2 separate regions of the Zea mays genome follow, and region 2 is linked to region 1. A link is a contact called in public Hi-C data. All regions are on one chromosome and are shown on one strand. Each heading gives the region's core, a stretch centred on a gene start, on an enhancer-like site or on the middle of the called end of the contact. The rest is flanking DNA. Distances are from core to core; before and after follow the strand shown. Region 1 holds the start of LOC103635455 (cytochrome P450 709B1). Region 2 holds the start of LOC103635519 (cytochrome P450 709B2).

Region 1 (7,389 bases), core at 2,541-5,040:
CTAATGGTCCTTCAATGTGCATGCTAGATAATTATGAACATCCTGTAGTTTTTCGCGAGAACAGATCAACTTTTGACTTGGATTCTAACCCCAGCTGCTATCAGAATCACTCTAGTGATCCTCAAAGTGGCCAACCTCCTTTCAGCGACTATATTTGGCACCAACCTAATCTGTCCAGTGATATGCAAAGCTCCTCTGAGCTCTCTGGAGATAAGCCAAGACATCTGCCAAATTCTACTGAGCCTAAAGTTGGAATAATATTGCAAGCTTTGGGCATATTGAAGACTGAGAAGATATTCCCAACAGAAACTAACATTGCAGACTGTATATGTTACGGAGAGCTGAATTTAACAGGTTTTGATGTTAAGAAGGCTCTTGAACTTGCCATTCGCCATGAAGCTGTCGTTATGAAGAAATTACTAAACGACATGCCGTTATTTGTTGCAAAAGACGAGAGCCTCTGGAAATGCGTGAACGTAACAAATACCAAATCAAAGAATCCCATAGAGGAGCTAGGAACAGTTTATAACTACATTTCATCTCCAGACGGCCGCTCTGCAATGATGAATTCTCAGTCAAGGTCAGGATTTTGCACCTTCCCTTTGTGCTAACGATTTCTGCCATTTTACCGTGGAATGCCAGCTACATATCTGCATTTCCTTTTTTTTGTCTTGTAGGTACCAAGCTGCAATGATCTTGAAGAGGTCGTGCATGCAGCAGTGTGCACTGGGCGACATTCTCCAGGTTCTGCATATCGTTGTTGTTCGAAAGAAATGGCTCGTGCCTCATTCTTCAGGCTGGCAGCCGCTGTCCTTAAAACGCAACAGCGGATCCTGCAACTACTGATGGTACAGGAAAAGTTAAATCTTCTTTTCCTGTGGCCGTCTAGGATTCTGCAACTACTGATACTACTGAACTACTGATGAGTGGCAGCAAGAAAAAGGTGAAATGATTAGTCATAATATTAGTATTAAGTTATCGAGTAGGTAGTTTGTGTGACAGTGATAGGTCAATCAAGGGAGGTATCAGGTCTGTGTATCAAAGGACGTGAATGGATTTGCCCCCGGTACTACCGGAGCAACGCAGGTCCCAGCATTTTTGCTATCTGCATAGGAAGTTCTATATTATTTTGAGAAGAGCAAGACAGAAAAGTAAAGCTTTTTTATGTGTCTCCTGAGTGGCTCTGGCACAGTGGTGTCTGAAATTGGATTGAACTTGGGTCTGTGCATCTCTAGTTGGGCTACAGAATGTCATCCTCTGATATTCATTGTTGATCACGACGATGCTTCGACTCCGAGGACCAAAGTATCATCCACCATGTTTGTTGCGGCTTTAATCTAGCTGCGGATACGGTTTCTACAATATTTTGTCCCTATAGACAGTTGATGCTACTAGCTGATAAGTCTGAGATAGTGTCATGTGAGTATGTGACTATCATACAACCGTTTAGCATCACTTTTTTTAGAGTGATGCGAAATTCTTTGATGCACTCAAACTTTCCTCCAATATTCATTGTATCCAATTACTAGCAACCATGAGGCGTCTCCTGTATCTGGGGTGGGGAGCTGTTCGATACCCTTGGCTACTGTCTGGTTGCATCAACAGCTAGCGATGCGAAGATATTCCATGTGCAGTGAAAAGACTGGCATTAGTAGCTCAGGTCACGTTCTTTTGTAAATTTTAAATAGGATACATTAGGCACGCACGATAGGACAATCTTTATATAAGTTATTATATATAAAATAAGAGAAGACCAGGCGGCTTAGTCTGCAGCGCAGACAGAAAATGAGAATTACAGACGAAACTCCCCTTCTGCTGCTGCTGCTCGAGCCTAGAGAAATCTACCGGTAAAAATGATCTTTTCTCATGGTTATGGACGATGCGCTATCTGCAAGACGACGCGACTCTGGAGCTGCTGATCATCAGGTGTTCATTCCTCCGGCGTGCGGGGCGGACCTGAGTTCGTCCAGCGCCGCCCTCGCCTGGTCTTGCAGCAGGTCGATCCGACGCAGGTACACCTCCAGCTCCTGGATCCGCTGCTGCCGCCACTTCTCCCCTTCCATCGGCACCCCAGCGATGGGGGGCGGCGGCTCCAGCCCCAGAAGCGCCGTGCTGCCGCCGACGCCGACGCTCAGCATCGCGTGCACCATCTCCTTGAACAGCGCCGCCAGGATGGGGTTCTCCGCGGTGCTGCTGCCGGAGACGGCCGCTGCCGCCGCAGCTGTTGACAGCGCGGCCGGCAGCCCAGAGGCTGGGTCCACGCTGACGCCGCAGCCGCCGTCCATGACCGCTGCCGCAGTCACCTGCGGGAACGAGGGGAGCACGTCCTCGGTCATCACCGGCATGGGCGCCGGCGGCAGCGCGAGCGTCGTCTCCGGGACCGCGTCGGCGGGGAAGTCGCCCGTGCGGCGGCGGCGGCCACGTCGTGGCCTCGAGGTAGGGGACTTGGCGGACCCCCCGTTGGCGGCGGCGAGGGCGGCGTCGATGGCGAAGGTGGCAGCGTCCATGGCGAAGGTGGCGTCGTGGGCGTTGTTGCCGCCGCCGCCGCCCTCGTCGTCGGAGTCGCGGCCGTGCTTGTCGGAGGCGGGGCGCCAGATGGTGCGGGCGATCTCGAAGATGGCCTGCTCGTGCGGGGAGCGGAAGTTGAAGCCGGCGCCGGCGACGCGGAGGCGCTCGACGCAGTTGCGGTACTTGCGCTTGAGGCGGCGGATCTTCTCCACGAGCTGGTTCTTGGTGAAGCCGGTGTTGAGGCGGCGGCGCATGTCCTCGTAGAAGGGGGTGGTGTCGTATTGGTGCGACGCGAAGGCGGTGCCCCGCTGCGCCGTGAACTCGGCGAAGGCGCGCAGGATCACGATCTCGTCCTCGTCCGTCCACAGGCGCTGGAACAGTGGGCGCCGCTCCCCGGCCGCGCCGGCGGACGCGGGGGCGGCGGGAGAGGAGAACACGGGGTTAGGGTTTGGGTCCACGGGGAAGTCGAGGTCGTCGGAGTCGCCGTTGCCGTAGGCGTCGGCGTCAGGGAAGGAGGCCGACACCATGGCGCCGGCGGCGGAGGGGTCGTCGACGGTGGGGAACATTAGATCGGATCGGGGTCGATCGGCTCGAGTCGGAGGCTAGGGTTGGGGGTTTCCGATGGATTGGGCTCGAGCTCGAGCTCGACCGCTTGCGCCCGGCGGCCCGGGTGGGGTTTGGGACTACAACCTTGGTTGGTTTGGTTAGCCTACGCGGCGGACTAGCGGTATGGTTGGACCGGGGTAACACGCTACCAAGCCCCCTCCACCGCATCCCTACTCTGCTCCGTTTGATTCCACGGATTAGATTTAGTCCTGGCCAAATCAAATGTTTGATATTGATTAGCCAAAAGATAGCTATGCCACGAAAAAATTGGATTAGATTAGAGTTTCTAATACTCTAAAAAATATCAGGGTATCTAATATAGTTTTAGGAATGCAAACAAACGTCTTATGCTATAAAATATTATGGTATTACTAAAAATCATAGTATTGCATAGAAAATGTGAAAATACTTTACACCCATGCTCTCAGATTTCACAACTCTCTCTTTTAGTCTGAAGTGCTTGAAGCATTGAACACATACGTACTTATAACTCTATGTAATTTTTATTTCTCACATGTCACATCGTCAATGGCATTAATTATCCATGGTTTATGCCATTATTAGACTTATAATTAACTAATATTTAGATATCCGATATAGACTAAATTTTAGTCCCTGCTCCCCTCAATGTCTTAAACGCAAACCTTTGAACTCATCCATTACATCAATCTTCTCCTTGCATATAATTTTGGATGACACTCCCCCTTTTTACTGTATTCTCTAGAGCCTAGTAAGAATAGGAGCCTAAAAAGAATAGGGGCACATGTTTCTTTACCGGGCTATAATTTGATGCATTTTTTAATCCAAACTATTACTATTAAAACATAAAATATATTTAAACGTCATTGGTACGATCTCTAATTATATATTTAGAATTATTGTATAATTGCTATAGATAGATATCAAATTAATTATTGTTTATAGATAGAAGTTTAATCAATTATGATATATCTTTCAATCTTTGCTTGTAAGCCATGATGCTATTCATATCCCACTGCGCCGAAACAATTAACTTTCAACGGTCAGGTAACTTTTAACAGGCTCAGGGTCAAAAGTTCATAACATCTTATAGCTTTCTCGCCCTCTTATAAGTTGCGGTTAACTTCCAACGGTTACACCTGTTTTCAGAAGTCAAACCGAACATAATTAAAACTCACGTACACATCAATTACATAAATGATTCATCATTGCAGAGTGCTCAAAAATATAATAATATAAAGATTATTTAACATTAGTACAGACTGACATCCACATAGTCTTAAACTTCATAAATATCAAAGTGCATGAACGGAAACGTAACTAATTAACGACCCTGACTGGAAGATTATGCTAACGATGATGATTTCTGCAGGGAAAAGGATACAATTTTCGGCGGAAACAGTCCTCTTCGTTATTTAATTTGGAGCAGTTCTCTCTCGTCTCGACACTGCACGGCAGTGACGGCACGGAGGAGTTAAAAAGACGGCAGCGCACCGGCACCTCCTCTCACACAGGCAGTCCCCCCTCCCCCCACCCACCCAGCGTGCGAGGCGATCAAACCGTGTGCGGGCATGGCGGCCACGCTGCTCCTGGCCTCGGCGACCGCGCTCCTGGCGCTGGCGGCGGCGTGGCTCTGGGACTACGTCGTGGTGCGCCTCCTTTGGCGGCCCCGCGCAGTGGCCGGCATGTTCAGGGCGCAGGGGGTCCGCGGGCCGCCCTACAGCTTCCTCAGCGGCTGCAACCGCGAGATGAGGAGGATGAAGGCGGAGGCCGACGACGGGCTCCGGCTGGACGTCCGCGACCACAACTACCTCCCCAGGGTGATGCCCCACTTCCTCGCCTGGAAGCAGCAGTACGGTAGGTATGCCTGTCTGTTCGTCCAGTCATCCAGGATGTATCTATTTCTATGCGTCTCCTGTATCCGTAGTTCCTTCCTGATTTGATGTTATTGATCATCTATGCTCTGTTGATCTGTTCCTGCTATGCTTGATATATTTTTTCACTACTTCCACGCTAGCACTACTTTTCTGTACTGTAGTTGAGTTGCTCAGGCAAAACGAACACTGAAATTAAACTCATGGCTGGGTACCAGTTTTAACTCTCTCCGGCTTGGCATGGAATTGAAACTGAAGGTTTTTGTTCCAACGCCGCGCAGGGGAGCCATTCCTGTACTGGATGGGTCCGCGGCCCCGGGTCTGCCTCTTCGACTACGAGTCGGTAAGGCAGGTTCTTTTCAACAAGTCGGGTCATTTCTTCAAGGACGACGCCCACCCGACTATCCTGGCAATGCTCGGCAAAGGGCTGGTCCTGGTGGAAGGCACCGACTGGGTGCGCCATCGGAGGGTGGTCAACCCAGCCTTCGCCATGGACAAGCTCAAGGTGACAATTAATTAATAATCTCCTAGATTCATCTCAGTGCTCATCTCAGATCTCCCCACCGGTGGGCGACACGTTGTCTGAAATGCATTCGTTCATGGCCGGTTTCGTAAGATGATGACGGAGACGATGGTCAGCTGTGCTGAGCCACTGATCAAGCGGTGGGAACAGCTCGCAGCCAGCAGATCCAGCGAGGACGGTGGGAGGGGAGAAGTGCAAGTGGAGTTCAGCAAGCAGTTCCAGGACCTGACGGCGGACGTTATCTCCCACACCGGTTTCGGAAGCAGCTACAAGGAGGGCAAAGAGGTGTTCCATACGCAGAAGCAGCTCCTGGCGCTCGCCATGGCGACTCTCCTCAACGTGCAGCTGCCAGGATTCAAGCAAGTCGATCTCTATTTCTTTTCTTGCCTCTTCTTGGTCACCAGTAATCGGTCTTTGCCTTTTCTGTACATCCAAACGACGGTTTGGTTGATTGAGTTCTTTACTACTTCCAGGTATCTCCCTACCAAGAACAACAGGCTCAAGTGGGCGCTAGAAAAGAAGATGAAGACGACGCTCACGGCGATCATACAGTCGCGGGTGGCATCCAATGGGAGGAGTAGTGGATACGGAGACGACCTGCTCGGCCTGATGCTCGAGGCCTGGCTCACAGCGGAACGAGGAGGAGGGGAACGGGACGAGTCGAGCCTGACCATGGACGAGATCATAGACGAGTGCAAGACATTCTTCTTCGCAGGCCACGAGACCACGTCCCATCTGCTCACCTGGACAATGTTCTTGCTCAGCGTGTACCCGGAATGGCAGCAACGGCTAAGGGACGAGGTCCTGAGAGAGTGTGGACAGGCAAACCCTACTGCAGACACGCTTAACAAATTCAATGAGGTACCGCATCTACTTGTGACTACTGCATGAATCTTAAATGTCTTGACCGCGATCTTTAGCTGCTGCTGACATCGAAGGTTGTTGCCATTACATTGCAGATGACGATGGTGCTCCTCGAGACACTGAGACTCTACGGCCCTGTCATGCTCATGCTAAGAAAGCCTACCTCCGACATAAGGCTGGGCAGCCTCAGCATACCGAAAGGCAACGGGATCGCCATACCTGTCCCGTTCCTCCACCGAGACAGAGAGGTCTGGGGCGACAACGCCAATGACTTCGATCCGTTGAGGTTTCAGAACGGGGTCACGAACGCGGCCAAGACCCCGCAGGCTCTTCTGTCGTTCTCGATCGGGCCGAGGGCATGCATCGGCCAGAACTTCGCGATGCTGGAAGCCAAGTCGGTGATGGCCATGATCCTGAAGAAGTTCTCCTTCACGCTTTCCTCGAGCTACGTGCACGCGCCTGTGGATTATATCACGCTCCAGCCTAAGTTCGGCCTTCCCATAGTTTTGAGGCCACTCCCGGATGTATGATGTGAAATGGATCTGTAGCCTGATAGCTGATTTTTTTGGGGGGTCTAACTGTCTAAGTATGCATAAGAGGTCAGTATTCAGGACTTGGTTTCATCCGCCAAACAGTAAGGCTAAAGAACCAAAACTTGTTGAAAACTGGTAACTTTCTGGGATTTTATGCCCGTATTATGTATATAAATATATAATGCTACATAGAACTTTGTATTCGGAGTTGGTTCTGAGTTGAATTACCCGAGCTGACAAAATCTTGCAAAGGCAGCTAGCTAAGCTGAGTTACAAAGCTTTTTACAGCCTTGATTTGGCCCGTCGGATTCGGATGGTTGCAAATTGCGATGATTGCACATGTAGAGAAGCACGGGATGTCCTGTTATTGTTAAGGTCTTGTTCGTTTATATCGGATTGCATCCGGAATCGTTCTAGTTAATCAAAATTTATATAAATTAGAGAAGCAATCCAGTTAGGAATCGTTCCGACCCACCAATCCAACACAAACAAACAAAGCCTA
Region 2 (7,389 bases), core at 2,023-4,522, 130 kb after region 1:
TGTGGTAACTTCACACCTACCCGTCTGTTTATATAGTGCCGCAAGTGGGAAGGTAAATCATCAAGTCTTCCGCACCGGACAAACAGCCGCCCGCACCCACTGAACGGTGGGCCACAGGTGAATCGCCAGGACGCGCGTAACTGCTGCATGGTGGGGCCACCTCGTGCTCGAATTATTTTAATCGTTTCTTGGCAACGAGCTCAGGGAAGGTGTTTTTCGGATCTTCGGCATCCCGAAGCCTAGGAGACTTTTTCACGGATCAAGCTCGTTACGAAAAATGATCTAGCACCGCGAAGGAGCTACTATTGGGGGTATGCTTCGTAGCCGAAGATCCTGAAGAAAGAAACACCTTCGGCAGATCCTCTCAAAAGCAGTGCCAAAGCTATCACCCATAAAGCTTCGGCATAGTGACATGTCTCAAGACGAAGGAGTGAACCGACTTAAAGATGAAATGACCAATAGACCCATGATAGTTTGTGTCATGATTGTAATCGATTGTAAAGGGCATAAATGTAATTTCACACAGGCTGCGCCCTGTGCCTATAAATAGATGAACAGTACCCCCGTACTGTTCACGCAATCTTGTAATCACTTGCATGCGACACTTGGATTATTGCCTTCTGTCAAGACGAAGGTATAAATGTGATGAAATGTTATGTTTTAATATTTAAGTTTGTATAATGAAATATATGAATAAGTTTATGTATTTTGATATATTATTCTTTCATGTTTTATATTTTATATTTCATGTTTCACTATTTCACAACTCTAGTCACGAAGATATGACCTTCGTGATTTTTGCTCATGACCTTCGTCCGAAGTTCATTATACCCTTGGGGAGATAATGCTTCAATGGACGAAGGGCATTAACATTTAACATTTTATGTTGCCTTGTTCTTAATTCGAAGCATTTGAGAACAAGTTGCCAACAAGTACCATGGTTTTCTTCCTTATATCAAATCTCGTTTGTGAGGAATCTCCACAAGTTGGAGTCTCTGACACCTTACACAAATGATCTTAATTAAAACCGGAGTATGGGGGGAGTAGAAACACACACAAGAACTCAATCATAGCAACAACACACACACAAGTCAAGAAAAGAGCAAGAATCAAAATAATGGAGTCACAACTCAAGAACGCGCTCAAATCTTTATCTAATGATCCGACAGTGTGGTCGCAAAGTCTAGGAGTTGTAGATTTCTCAAAGTGTGCTTGTGTACTGTCCCATGGCACCTAGGGGTTCTTTTATAGCCCCAAGGGACCCAGGAGCCATTTGATCTTCATTTGGAAGGCCCTAGTTGCGTTCTATCCGTGGGTGCACCGGACAATCTGATGCACACCGGACTGTCCGATGCACCGACTCCCTTCCTTAATCAGTCGAGCCGACCGTTGCTAGCTGTTGGTCACTTGGCACACCAGACAGTGTGGTGCAACCTGGTGACAGTTGGTTCGGCTGACGTGGCCAACGCTGATTGCATGACCGACCGTAGCCAGGCGCGCGGCTAGCACACCGGACAGTCCGATGCACACTGGACAGTTCGATGAATTATAGCCATCGAGCCTCAGCACTTTCCTGAGAGTGACCTGTTCAGCCAGCTGATAGCCTAGGCACCAGACAGTCTGGTGCTCCCCAGACTGGCACATGTTTGGCTAATCTTAGCCAAACACCATTTCTCCAAAATGGTTCGACTTGAGAAGTTTCCTAGCACTTAGATGAACATAGTTAGCAACTAAAACAATTTACTAAGTGCTAGAATCAAACCTTGTTCCTTTATTGTGATAGGATTTGCAATATACACCAAATGCACTTTTCCTATGTTTCTCAATTTGCCTTCCAAATATCTGTGCCTATGCTCATACATCAAGATGTTAGTCCAAGACAATGTGTTGAACATTTAATCACCAAAACAAAATTGAAATGGCCTAAGGACACATTTTCCTTTCACTTACACCAAACCTTAAGTTCCTTGTATCCTCTAAAAACTCTCGAGAATTCTCTATAGACTTTTCTCCAGTAGGGCCCATTAGTGGGGTATCTCAACATAGCATATATGTTATGGTCTTCTTTCTGCCATTGTAACAACTTTGCATGCTCTTTATTTTTAAACAAATGTTTCAAGGCATAGTATTATAGGAGCATAGCACATCACCTTGGCATGAACTCTCTTTCTAGATCATTCACCATCACTATCACTAGGGCCATCTCGCTCGATCTTATGTTCTGATGCATCACAAATCGAACATGCATCCAATTTCTCATCTTTTGGGCGTGTTAGAGCATGCTATCATTAGGACATGCATGCATGTTAGACCATGCTATCATTAGTTAAAAAGGTCATAAATATCTATTACATGATATAACTAATTTAAAAGGTCCTAATTTGTTGAAGCCTTGGTACAATATAGACATTCCAAAATAGCACTAAACAAACTAAGGCAACAATGCACTTCAATAGAATAAACATTTTGTGACTAATTCCATCTAAAATAGATAGATTCTTTATCAGTTCTTCATTGGTTGACTTCTCCTATTGGTTCATCTGTTCATATATAGGTGCACTCTCATCGGTCACCTCAATTGACTTTTGCACATGCTTAACATACTCTTCATTGCAATATCAACCTTTACTTCCCACTGAAAGGAGAACACCAAATTAATAAAAAGTTTAATCAAAGTCATCATAAAAATGACTACAAACCATTAAATAGGTGGATCAAAATAACTCACACTGTAATCTACGCACTTGTAGAAGATGAAGCCCTAGTTGGGACACACATTCTTCACTCTATGCTCCAACATAGTCTTCTTCTTACACTCAACGTATGCAATCATAGGGAGGTCTCACCTCAGTTGCTCATGAACTCTATACGAGTTCATGGACCCAGAAGAAGTCGACATCTACTCTATACTTTTTTTTTGATCAACTACTATTGATTTCTCTATTTCTAAATCATAAAAGGTGGATAATCATTTTGATCAACTACTATGAACTTTCTTCTTCTACATATATCAATTATCAAGTGACTTTAACCTTAAACAACATATAATAAAAGGTGCTTATTTAGGCCTTGTTTATTTTCGCCTTTTCTGGTTATGATTCTTGCGGTCACCGATTCCTCGTATCCCCCAAAAGTTGTTACCGGTTTTTCGATTCTCCATTACTAGTTCAATTTTTTACTCTGGAAAATGACACGACAGGAAGGAGCGAGTTTATCGTAGGGTGTTTGGTGGTATTATACGTTTCTTGCCACGGTCACCACCAAATAAGCGAAAATAAGCAGGGCCTTATTTGTCTCGTGTTGATCATTGTGATGACCACCACCTCAACTGGACATGGCGGTATGGCACCGACGCTGCCAACAAGCCATGCATGCTATACATCATTTTCTTTCTTTTTTTCATTTTTAGGGAGGAACTATATAGCATATTATTATGAATACAAAGCATGACACTCCACCCACATGGTAGCCGCACGGCATGGTACTGTGTGTGGCAATAAAAAGGACCTCTGATCAAGCCTCATTTCGCATCGGCGGACATGGTGGTGGCCGTGCAGCTGGCCGCTCTTCTCGCGCTGCTGCTCGCGCTGTGGCGCCTGGTGTGGCGGCCGCACGCCGTGGCGCGGTCGTTCGCCAGGCAGGGCATCCGGGGCCCGCCCTACACGTTCCTGGCAGGGTCCTTGCCGGAGGCGAAGCGGCTGCTGATGGCCGGCCGGAGAGGGACGGCGCCCCTGGACGCCGGCTGCCACGACATCATGCCCGTCCTCTTGCCGCAGTTTCACAGATGGGTCGCGGACTATGGTAAACTTGGTGACCACCGGTGGTGCTGATTCTCCATTTTTTTTTTCCCGTTTCTTCTCTACTAGAAGAAATTGTCAAGAAACATGTAGTAGGCGCCTGTCTACAGTTGTTGGAAATGCATGGTTGGCCGTGAGTGACTCGTCATGAACCAGTGCCGACAAGACATTATCTTCAAGATTTTGATTAAACGGAACCTCAAATATACATATATATTGTTGGGCATTCGTGCAGGGAGAACGTTGCTGTTCTGGATCGGGCCGATTCCCGCTGTCTTGTCTACTGATCTACAGCTGATTAAGCAGGTTCTGACAGACAGGACGGGCCTGTATCAGAAGGACTTCATGATCCCCGTGCTCAAGTTCCTCTTCGGCAACGGTGTCATATTGATAAACGGAGACGATTGGAAGCGGCACCGCAAAGTGGTCCTCCCTGCGTTCAACCATGAGACGATCAAGGTACGGTAGACAAAGGCACATCTAACATATATATATAGTAGAAGATGATTGGTTTCATTTACACTGCTGCGCGCGTGTGTGTTCATTCAGAGCATGTCGGCGGTGACGGCAGAGGTAACGGAGCAGATGATGCAGCAATGGCGCGGCCAGATACACGGAAGCGAAGAGGAATCCGCCGAGATAGACATGATCCACGCCTTCAACGACCTGACCTCCAAGGTCAATGGCCGCGTCGCCTTCGGCACGAGCCACCGGGAAGTCGAGGAGGTCATTGTACTGATGCGGGAGATGCAGAAGCTCGCCACTGCGGCCACGCTCGATGCTCCAATACTCTGGTATGGTACGCTGTCATCATCTCCATCAAGTCGGTGCAAGTGGAGGAGTAATCTTTTTTTTTTTGTTTGTTTCGTTTGTTTAGGTATCTGCCAACTCGGCGTAACCTGCACGTCCGGCGTCTGAACAAACAGCTGAGAAGCAAGATCATGTCCATCATGCAGGCGCGGCTGGCCGCCGACGGAGCTGATAGGCGTGGTGGGCGCGGCGGCGCCGTTTCCGGCGGAGGCGACCTACTTGGGCTGTTGCTAGAGGCGTGGACGCCGCAGCCGCAGCACGGGAACGGCGGCGAGACGCTGACAACCGACGAGGTGATCGACGAGTGCAAGACCTTCTTCGCCGCGGGGCAGGAAACCACAGCTACGCTCCTGGTCTGGGCCATGTTCCTGCTCGCCGTGCACCCGGAATGGCAGGACAAAGTCAGGGAGGAGGTCGTCAGGGAATTCTGCACCAGCGACGACGGCGAGGTTCCCCATGCCGATGTCCTCGCCAAGCTCAAGCTGGTACGTAGTTTACACGCATCTCTGCTCTCAGAAAGCAATAAACACTCACTCACCCATGCATCCATCATGCATGCAGCTATACATGGTGTTGCTGGAGACGTCGCGGCTCTACCCGCCGATCGTGTACATACAGCGGAGGGCTGCCTGGGACGCCGTCCTTGGAGGCATCAAGGTGCCCCAGGGCACCGTCATCTCCATCCCCATTGCCATGCTGCACCGGGACAAGCAGGTCTGGGGCCCCGACGCCGATGAGTTCAACCCGATGAGGTTCGAGCATGGCCTCACAAAGGCCGCCAAGGATCCCAAGGCGCTGCTGTCTTTCTCCCTGGGCCCAAGAGTGTGCACTGGCCAGAGCTTCGGCATCGTAGAAGTGCAGGTCGTCATGGCGATGATCCTCAGGAGGTTCTCCTTCTCCCTCTCCCCAAAGTATGTTCACAAGCCCAAGTATCTCCTGTCCTTGACACCCAAGCTTGGGATGCCTCTCATCGTCAGGAATGTGGATGGCTGAGAGGGATAATATTGTAAAAGCTCGTTTTGTGTGTGAAAATGAATACATGACTAGTGTGTGACAAATGGTACTCTCTTTGTGTTACTACTGCTGTAACAAGCCCGACAGAAGAACCATCCAATGCAGGCCCACGAAGGGGATCCAGTCTGCGCCGGCCTAGTACTCGGCTTAGGGAGTTTGTGTGAGTTGTAATTGAGATATAAGGGAATATTGATTAGGGAAAAGACATCAGACTTGTAATAAGAATTCTGGACAGACTGTCGCTCTGCCTATCTACTCTGCCATCTACTCTTCTTCCTGTCCAAGTCTTCTGTCTCCCTCCTAGCATCTCCTAACAATTGGTATCAAAGACCTCGTTCCGGTCTGGAGCAGCACCACCGTTACTATACTCGCCGACAGAATGGGTTGGGAGCCATGGATCCCAACCTCAAATCCATGTTCGAGGAGATGATGAATTGATGCGGACGGAAGTTTCCAAGGAAATTGCCAAGGGTTTCGCTGACCATGACACAATTCTGAATCAGAGATTCGCCGATTTATCTGTGGCTGAGGAGAACCGCAACGTTCGCATCCAAGCCCTGGAGGAAGCTGCCACCGAATTTGATCGATCCTTCACTGCATGGAAGCCGGAGATCGAATCTTCGGTGTCTGACATCCGCCTGGAGATCTCCAAACTCAACAAGTTCTTCGAGCGCGATGCGCGCGTCAACTCCGCATCCCAGCCGGGTGTTCTCGGCACCGAGTCGGCTCCTTCGCGACAAGCTGCCGGATCACGCGCTGATGGGCCAATCGGCCACCGCACTGACAATCATACCCGGGATGATGTCTGGGTCCCTCGGACCCCAGACCCGTCACCCGGTCAAGGGTACGTCGGATCCATCCTTCTTTGTACCTCATATTCCACATGATCAGTTTGTGCCGCATTCGTACCATCAGTTTCAAGGGGGGTTCCATCCTCGTGGTCATCTTCCCCAGATGCCTTTCCACAAATTTGATGGGACCAATCCACGTTTGTGGCGTTCCCGTTGTCAGAATTACTTTGATATGTATTCTGTCGATCGCGATGTGTGGGTTAAGGTGGCTACTATGTACTTAGAAGGTCCGGCTGCACGATGGTTTCAATCCATGGAGCGTAGGCTCACTCATGCGCCATGGGATACATTTTGCACACTCCTTATGGATCGTTTTGGTCGTGACGAGCACGAGGTGTTGATTCGTAGATTGTTCCACATTAAACAGTTTGGATCTGTCTCTGACTATATTGCATCGTTCACTGAATTAGTCGATCAGTTGCATGCTTACGAGTCTGTCACCGACCCACTTTACTACACTACTCGTTTTATTGATGGTTTACATCCCAGCATTCGTTCTTCTATTTTGATGCAACGGCCTCCGGACCTGGATACTGCTTGTGTGCTTGCCTCTTTGTAGGAAGAAGAGTTTATTTCAACAAAGAAGCCTGAGTACAAGAGACAAGTTGATCATGTTTATTCAGTTAAATCAGAGTACAGGCCAACGGCTAAACCTGCATATCCATTGCCTTCCCCACCATCTCTGGATGATAACAAAGTGATGGAGTCAGCGAAGCTTGCTCCTACTGGAAACAAACTTGATGCCTTAAAAGCTTACAGAATGGCTAAAGGTCTCTGTAAAATTTGTGTTGAAAAGTGGTTCAAGGGTCACAAGTGTTCCCCTTCTGTGCAGTTACATGTAGTTCAAGAAGTTTGGGAACTGTTGGGATCTGTTGATGCTCAACCGTTCGAGGAGACAGTGGAGTCCTCTTCTCAGT

Evidence for each region. A called contact is a pair of places that touch in the nucleus more often than the background predicts.
Region 2: a contact with region 1 is called in a Hi-C map of leaf, with 6 times the contacts expected there. The contact joins the promoter of LOC103635519 here to the promoter of LOC103635455 in region 1. A contact is called at or near these places in 4 of 25 Hi-C or Micro-C datasets (bundle sheath, leaf and leaf mesophyll).

What each region holds. Positions count from the first base shown.
Region 1 is chr1:64,145,273-64,152,661 of Zm-B73-REFERENCE-NAM-5.0, forward strand. LOC103635455 (cytochrome P450 709B1) reads left to right here and starts at 3,791. Exons shown (of 5, transcript XM_023301288.2): 1 at 3,791-4,950; 2 at 5,249-5,472; 3 at 5,584-5,849; 4 at 5,964-6,351; 5 at 6,450-7,111. The coding sequence starts at 4,665. The coding sequence ends at 6,884. It overlaps LOC100275086, which reads right to left and starts at 3,210. Exons shown (of 1, transcript NM_001149271.2): 1 at 1,709-3,210. The coding sequence starts at 3,074. The coding sequence ends at 1,923. LOC103635445 reads left to right here. Exons shown (of 3, transcript NM_001353861.1): 2 at 1-580; 3 at 678-1,501. The coding sequence ends at 846.
Region 2 is chr1:64,276,037-64,283,425 of Zm-B73-REFERENCE-NAM-5.0, forward strand. LOC103635519 (cytochrome P450 709B2) reads left to right here and starts at 3,273. Exons shown (of 5, transcript XM_008657952.4): 1 at 3,273-3,801; 2 at 4,033-4,256; 3 at 4,347-4,591; 4 at 4,675-5,092; 5 at 5,169-5,898. The coding sequence starts at 3,540. The coding sequence ends at 5,600.